2 separate regions of the Rattus norvegicus genome follow, and region 1 is linked to region 2. Evidence: chromatin contacts called from public Hi-C data. All regions are on one chromosome and are shown on one strand. Each heading gives the region's core, a stretch centred on a gene start, on an enhancer-like site or on the middle of the called end of the contact. The rest is flanking DNA. Distances are from core to core; before and after follow the strand shown. Region 1 has its middle 180 kb from the start of Trnak-cuu5. Region 2 has its middle 21 kb from the start of Trnak-cuu5.

Region 1 (3,441 bases), core at 817-3,316, 200 kb after region 2:
GCTTCTCTTCCTCTGGGTCATCTAAGTTCCCAGAAAAGTAGCACAAGTTTGCACAGTAAGAAGAGGTGGAAATGTCTCAGAGACGCTATGAGGGCACTCTGATGGGAGTTGGAACTCCCAGTTCGAAGAAGTACGTTTCAGAATACACTGTTTAGTAGAGACAAGACATAGCTGATGTCACCCCACCCGAGTGAGAAGGACTTTGGGGAGAGTGTGTAAGGAGACTTAACCTTTGGCCCTGCCTTGGCTACTTCTGTGATCTTGAGCAATTGACTTAACCTATTTGGACATGTGTTTATAAGCTTGCAAAGTGTGGAGGCTGAGTTATATGTCACCCCAGCTTATTTGCAGCACTGACACTCTAAAGTCTGTGGTTCCACCAGCCCATGGTTATTTATACATCAGACTTTCTCGAAACACCCAAAAGGTATTAGCAGCCTTGGCAGGTGTGCCAATAATATTTTATTTATTACATTACTATGAAGGGAGTAGATTATTTATCTTCCCTTGGTACAATTTGTACTTTCATACAATTGAACGTGCACAGTAAAGCTCTCCTCCTCTCGACTCACAAAGCGCTTGATGCCTCTTAGTGTTCTTAGCACATTCTGCTATCACCATAGTACTGTTATTCATAAAAATGCCGCATTGTCCAGAACCGATGCTCAAGGTGTGCTTGTTTATGTCCTCAACCTACAGTTGAAGAAAATGGAAAACACGAGAGGAGCTTTTTGTAGAAGGCTCTTATTTTGTGCTTCTCCAACACTCCAACTTTCCAACTTTTAATAAATGAGCCTGTCTCATGGCCAAAGACCCCAGTGGTAATTTCTGGAGTATCTGGGAGGCATGGGAGGCAGACAGGGAAGGCAGCCGCTGGGAGTATCAGAAGGAAAGGGGTAGCAGGAGCTCCTGCCCAGGCACTGGCTCTAGGTTTGAGATGACATCTAGTTGTGCAAAATGGGACAGTATGCCGAGCCAGAGGGATGATGTCAAATGTCAAGCATTTTACTTTATTTTCAGCTGAAAAATAAAGAAGGAAGAAAGAGGCACAGACAGATGAAAAAGAGAGGAGAGAGAGAGAGAGAGAGAGAGAGAGAGAGAGAGAGAGAGAGAGAGAGAGAGAGATCACTGGTTCAATCAAGGAGCTGTCCGCTAAGCTGTACTATCAGGTCAGTCATATTTTCTAATCAATCATCCTGCAAGACATGTTAACTAAGAACTCTGTGTCATTTCAACAAGTTTAGTTCCAGGGCCCTTTTAACATTGAGGGGCACCTCTCAGAGCTCCTATTCTCTGCTGTTTTTCAATTCCCCAAAGCAGGGGGGCTCCCTCCTTCAACCAATCCTCCCACCAATGCTCCAGGTCTCTAAATAGTCAACTTCCTATCGTCACCATGTCCCAACCCTGGCTCATCACTGCTCTAACTTCTGGCTTCACCCCCCTACAACACCTCAAAGGGACAATGGCTTCCTTTGTCACCAGTGATCCCTGAGATTGCTGGGGTCAAGAGCCTTTGACTCCTTTCCTCCTCCTGCTACTCAGGCTCACTTCCTTCTTCTCTCCTTCCTACCTCCCCCACCCCATCCATCTCAGCAACCCCCTACAGCACTGCCTCATGTTCCAGAGACCCATCTTCCACAGTTAATGCCTACCCTAGAAGCATGCAATGCCTGCTAGTCTAGATTTCTGGGAGCTCATTTTTACCTCTCTCCCCTGTTTATCCACATTTAAATAGTGACTGAACTCAACATTTGGGACAAGAAAAAGAACATTACTCAACAGGAGGCCAGGGATGGTGGCTAAAGAGGCCCAGGAAAGCTGTGCCATCACAGGACAGATGGCAGACATTGACCCAAGACCATCTTAGTCACACAGTGGGTGCCAGAGAGACAGACGACAGACTACCGCACAGTTCAGGGCTACTTGCTATTGACTGGGGGAAAAAAACTCACATAGTTAACTCTCTTGGCATAGTAGCAAAATGGGAGGTTGTTAAGGGCTCAGAGATCTGTGGGTGGTGCCAAGAAGGCTATGTAGCACAGTCCCGGGATGCTGAAACAGGCTGGAGAGGCCAGCCTTCCAGGAGAGAAAAGCCAAGTCAACATCACCAGGCTGCTAATGCCTCCAGCTCTCAGAGTAACAGGAACAGGATGTTCCACCGGTGGCTGCACCCTGGAGCCTCTCTCCGTCAATCACAGCTTGGAACATCGAGCTTCAGGCTGCCATTAGCTCCTGAGAGGTCTCTCTTTCACCTCCTTGCTAGGCTTTTGTTTTGCTACCAAAATCCTAATTGACACTGAGGAAATGAGAATCACTTCAGGTTGCATCATTCGAGTGAGTGGCTCGCTGTACCACGCGTTGGCAGCACGACCTGGAGGACCCACAAGTTCAACCGCCCCAGTTGGCTGTTGTTTATTCATCCGTCTAGATGACTGGCACGCGTTCAGGTTGTCACACAGGTCTTCTCTGGAACATCTGGCCAGTTGTTTATCTTCCCAGCTTTGTGACAGTTGGCAGTCGTCCATCTTTGGCTCCCTTTAACCTCCCACGAGAAGTCCAGCCTTTTCCCTGGGTGTTTCTTCCTTCTGTGCTGTGGAAATCAACTGGAAAGGAACTCACATGGCTACCCTGCCTTTTGTCACCTGTCCCTTCTTGGGCAGTCACCTGCATGTCTGTTCTTACCCTATCTGTGTCCTCTCCCCCAAGTTTTCCAAGGACCACCACAAGGATTGACTACATAAGTAGTATCCCAGCAGGATTTCTCCAATAGATTAAGAGTCTTCTCCTTGGTTTATATTTCAGCAAGGATGGACCCAATTTTCAACTTAATCTTCTGGGCTGACAATGAGGATTCACCATGTATTTCTCACAGACTGACCGACTCCTTTCTTTACTCCACTCCCCAATCTCTCTAGTTTGCCTTTTCTATAAAGTCATACTTGCCTACTAAGTTGGAGTCCAGAATTTTCAGAAAGCTTCTGTGATTTGATGTGGTCTTCTCTCGGCCGTGTGTTTTTCCTCTTTGGTTCAATTCAGGTGCCTCTGGTATCCACCTAATTCCTAATCTCACCCTCCCTGAGATTCACGAAGTGATGATAATGGAGGAAAAGATGAGGATGGTGGTGATGATGATGATGATGATGGTGGTGAGGATGGTGGTAGTGGTGATGATGATGATGGTGGTGGTGATGATGATGATGATGGTGATGATGATGATGGTGGTGATGATGATGATGGTGGTGATGATGATGATGATGATGATGAAGACAGCAACGAGCTAATATCTGTTAACTGTTAACAAGACTCACCAGGTCTTCCAAGCTTTTACCTGTAGATACAATCACTACAGTGGGCCTAAGAGAGCTTAAACAGCCAATCTGATTGATGCTGATGTACTTACCTGTCCTCTGTGGCCTTCATTCCTTTATCTACAACTCCCAC
Region 2 (3,531 bases), core at 555-3,054:
TATGCCAAGGAAAGTCAAAGGAACACATTTGTTGGCACAGACCAATGGAAGTGCCCTGAAGAGAGAGGCTTTGGTGAGCTTCGTTGGCAGCAAAGGAAAGAGAAGATCCTGAAAATACTGGAGGTGGATAAAGGCCAATCCAACCATCAAACAACACCTCTCCCCAAACCCTGCCAAGGACCAGCCTCAGCTTGGAGAGGAGTTCTTGAGGGAGGTCTGTTTGGGAGCAGCAAAGAAACAACTCGATGTCAAACTTGGGTACAAACTGATGTCTCTGTGTTTTGCTCGAGCCGGCTCTCCAGACCACTGTGTGGATAGCTCAGCTCTAGCAGACCAAAGCCCAGTCTTTTATTTACATGTCAATTCAATCATTACCCCAGGTTCCCTTCTGATTATCCCAGAGATCAGCTTTCTATGATTATTAGCCCTTGATTCTTAGAAAGAGACGGTGAGCTCAGAGATCTGCCTGCCTTTGTAAGCACAAACAAAAAGTTTAGCTGGGTGGGAACCTGTCATGAGATTACCATTCCCATTACACCTAGACCTAAACTTGCTCTGTCCTAGGCTAACCTTGAACTCAGAAATCTGCTTGCCTGTGCATCTTTCTGACAAGGTGACTCATTAGTACAGCTGCCTTCGTTCTTTTAGGTCCATAAAGCCCCTCATACTATTCATATTGCATCCTCATCTTTTGCATAGTTGAGAAATTATACATTCTTGAACTCAGTTTCTAGAGTTCTTTCCCACAGCCTTAAAGGCTGTCCAGAAGGTCATAGAATTTACCATTTTGCTAAGGACATTAGACACACCCTTGCCTCCCAGACTCATGCTGCTTTTAATTATCATGGAGTCTTTAACCTTAACAGGGAGAGCATTCTCCAAAGGAGGAACATGAAAATATGTACATTATTATACGAACAAACACCCCAGGCCCGTAGCAACTGTCAGCACTTATTGAGGCCCAACCCCTGCTTACTCTACTCCAGAGGCAGGAACTGTGTCATGGTGTCCCTTCTGCAGTGGCCATGCAGGACTCAGCATGGTCCCCATAGCCCCCACAGCTCCCCACATCCCTACACTGCCCCCATGATGTTTCTCCCTTAAATCTTAGCTGCTATCTGGTTGTAGTACTGTCCTGGACTTCCTTGTGGGTTATGCTTACAGAGCTAGTAGGCACTGGCCATCATCTGCACTTCAATTCCCTCAAAGATAATTTTTAACTAGCCTAGTTAATCATTTCCTGACCTGAATCTGGTATGGTTTTTCTGTCAGGGTATCTCATGGGCTACAAGCCTAGTAGATACTGGATTCCTGCCCAGTGCCTGCCCCAGGTCTCAGGAATCAGTTGCTTTGGAAAGTAGAGGGATCAGGTGGTGGGAGCAGAATTTGATCAACTACTCACTGCTGTTGTCTTATTAGAAGCCTGGTTGAGCCATGCAGCTGGTAATAGGGGAAGACGATAGTTCAAGTCAGTAGCACCCGAAAATGGGTGAGACTTACAGACCAACCTGTACTTTTAGAAGAAAGAGAAAGTGTTCTGCCCTGTTCTGAGAACCAGGGCATGAATCACAACTGGAAAAAGCAAAATACAAGATAGTTGAACTTTTTATAAGGATATATATGAAATAGCAGCGACCCTCAGCATCGGAGCAGTAAACCCGTGAGGAGATTAAAAAGATCAGAGAGAAGGGACTCGAAATATCTGATTGATAGAGAAGCTGGGCTGGGGGCCATGTAGAGCAGATCCACTGGCAAACAGTTCCCAGATGTTTTAGCCAGAAAAATAGGCAGGTCACTCCACTGTTAACATTCAGATTGGAAACATTCATTTTCAATGACCCCGACTAACCTTAACAACCTGCAGGCAGAGAGCAGAAGAGAGTCTGCGTGCCCAGGGAAAGCAAGTCATGGGAGTTCATCTCCCCAAAATGACTGCATCAGACATCCCTCTGTATACAAAGAGGATGGAAGGACCCGCATTTTCACTGTGCAGCTCAGAATGGAATCCATGGTGCTCTGGTCTTTACAGATTTCTGCACATTGCTTCAAAAGTTCAATGAACGAATAATACATGGATATTTATGTACCAACAAAGTGTGCTCACGAGGAGGAGGCCATGTGCTGACTGATTATGGCAGTAAACATGCATGGGAACATTTACTGGAGAGGGATTGGGGTTTAGGTGAGAACTTCTTTTGAATCTTAGTAATGCCTTTCTCACATAGTAAAACTTCAGCATGGAAACACAACTAAATTATCAAATCCCAATACATTTATCTGGCTGAAAAATAACGTTTCTTTCAGGGAACCATTTAGAAAGCAACTCTGGAGGTGCCTTATCTGTCATCATACTCTAGTCCTGCAGTGGTGGCCTGCAATGGTCCCCCAGGGTGAGACAAGTGGGAGGCACTGCCAGCTCGCTGTAGGTATGCTCCCTGTGAGAGAAGCCAGCCTCTTCTAACACCTCCTGAACCTGACTTAGTGCTTTCAGACACCTGGGAGCATTTCTCTGGGGGCGTCCCCAGCTGGGTCTCCACCCTGACACCTGGAGGGTGATAGTGCCACCAGTCTCCACCCTGCTCCCACAGGAGCAGAAAGATAGTTGGTCTGCAAACCTGGGCAGGTGTTAACACCCAGGGAAGGCAACAAGTTCAGAGTTGTGAGGATCTGTTACCCTTTCTTCACTCAGAGTGCGCGTGGAGAGAGCTTACAGCATACTCAAGAGTGTCTGTCAGGGCAGGAGTCTTCTCTCCTCCTGGGCTGTTAAAGCTCCCAGCCATCTGAAACACAGAAGGCCTGGTTAAAAACTAGATTCCTGATCTTCTCAGCCTCAGAAATGTAACAAGTTCCCAGTAGTGCCGATGCCCATGGCTGTGGGGGTGGGGAGCAGGGCTGGGGGAAAGCTCACAGTCTAGGTATATGTGCCTGAGTGAAGTTTGCCCTTGAATACCTTCCACAGCTTTCTTCAGAATCTTCAAGTGAATTAATCTAACACAACAACAACAACAACAACAACACAAGCTAGACCCTGTAAGAACATCAAGTAAGTCAAAAACGTTGGACGAGGGCTGGAGCTCACAGAAAGATACAAAGCACAAACACATCAGAGCCAGTGACATTCCCACCTGTGCTCAGCGATGTTGCGTAAGAGTTGGGCATTGGTTCATTCACACTGAAATAAAGAGGCTTGAATTGGAATTAATATTCTCACCCTACAGGAATTTATTTTTAATTACAGATAATTATGCTGAATTACAACAAGATGATTTGAAGCATTATACTAATTCAGGAGTAATAAAGCATGAATTACTGATGTAATCTTTGAAAATGTAATTTATCAATCAACACTGGAACAGTAACAGGCAGAGGGTCATGATCTGACATTGCTGTTTTCTGGTGTCATGGTTATAACTGCCTTCTACTCACCCTTTACGAGACCCCATAGGGCAATGGTAACCCAAATGATTCAAATGGTCTACAATCCTGCAGACCCTGCGGGCTGATCTGATGCCTGGTTGGACCTTGGAATTC

What was found. Hi-C and Micro-C count contacts between places; a contact is called where the count stands out from the background.
Region 1: a contact with region 2 is called in a Hi-C map of liver, with 2.4 times the contacts expected there. The contact joins two enhancer-like sites. A contact is called at or near these places in 3 of 12 Hi-C or Micro-C datasets (kidney and liver).

Annotation. Positions count from the first base shown.
Region 1 is chr2:138,723,781-138,727,221 of GRCr8, reverse strand. No RefSeq gene overlaps it. Among named protein-coding and RNA genes, the nearest start is that of Trnak-cuu5, 180 kb to the left of the region's middle. Within about 2 kb of position 2,066, at least 10 of the 93 cell types and tissues checked have an H3K27ac peak or open chromatin away from gene starts, as enhancers often do. A contact at or near this core is called in liver, where this site is marked.
Region 2 is chr2:138,923,369-138,926,899 of GRCr8, reverse strand. No RefSeq gene overlaps it. Among named protein-coding and RNA genes, the nearest start is that of Trnak-cuu5, 21 kb to the right of the region's middle. Within about 2 kb of position 1,804, at least 5 of the 93 cell types and tissues checked have an H3K27ac peak or open chromatin away from gene starts, as enhancers often do. A contact at or near this core is called in liver, where this site is marked.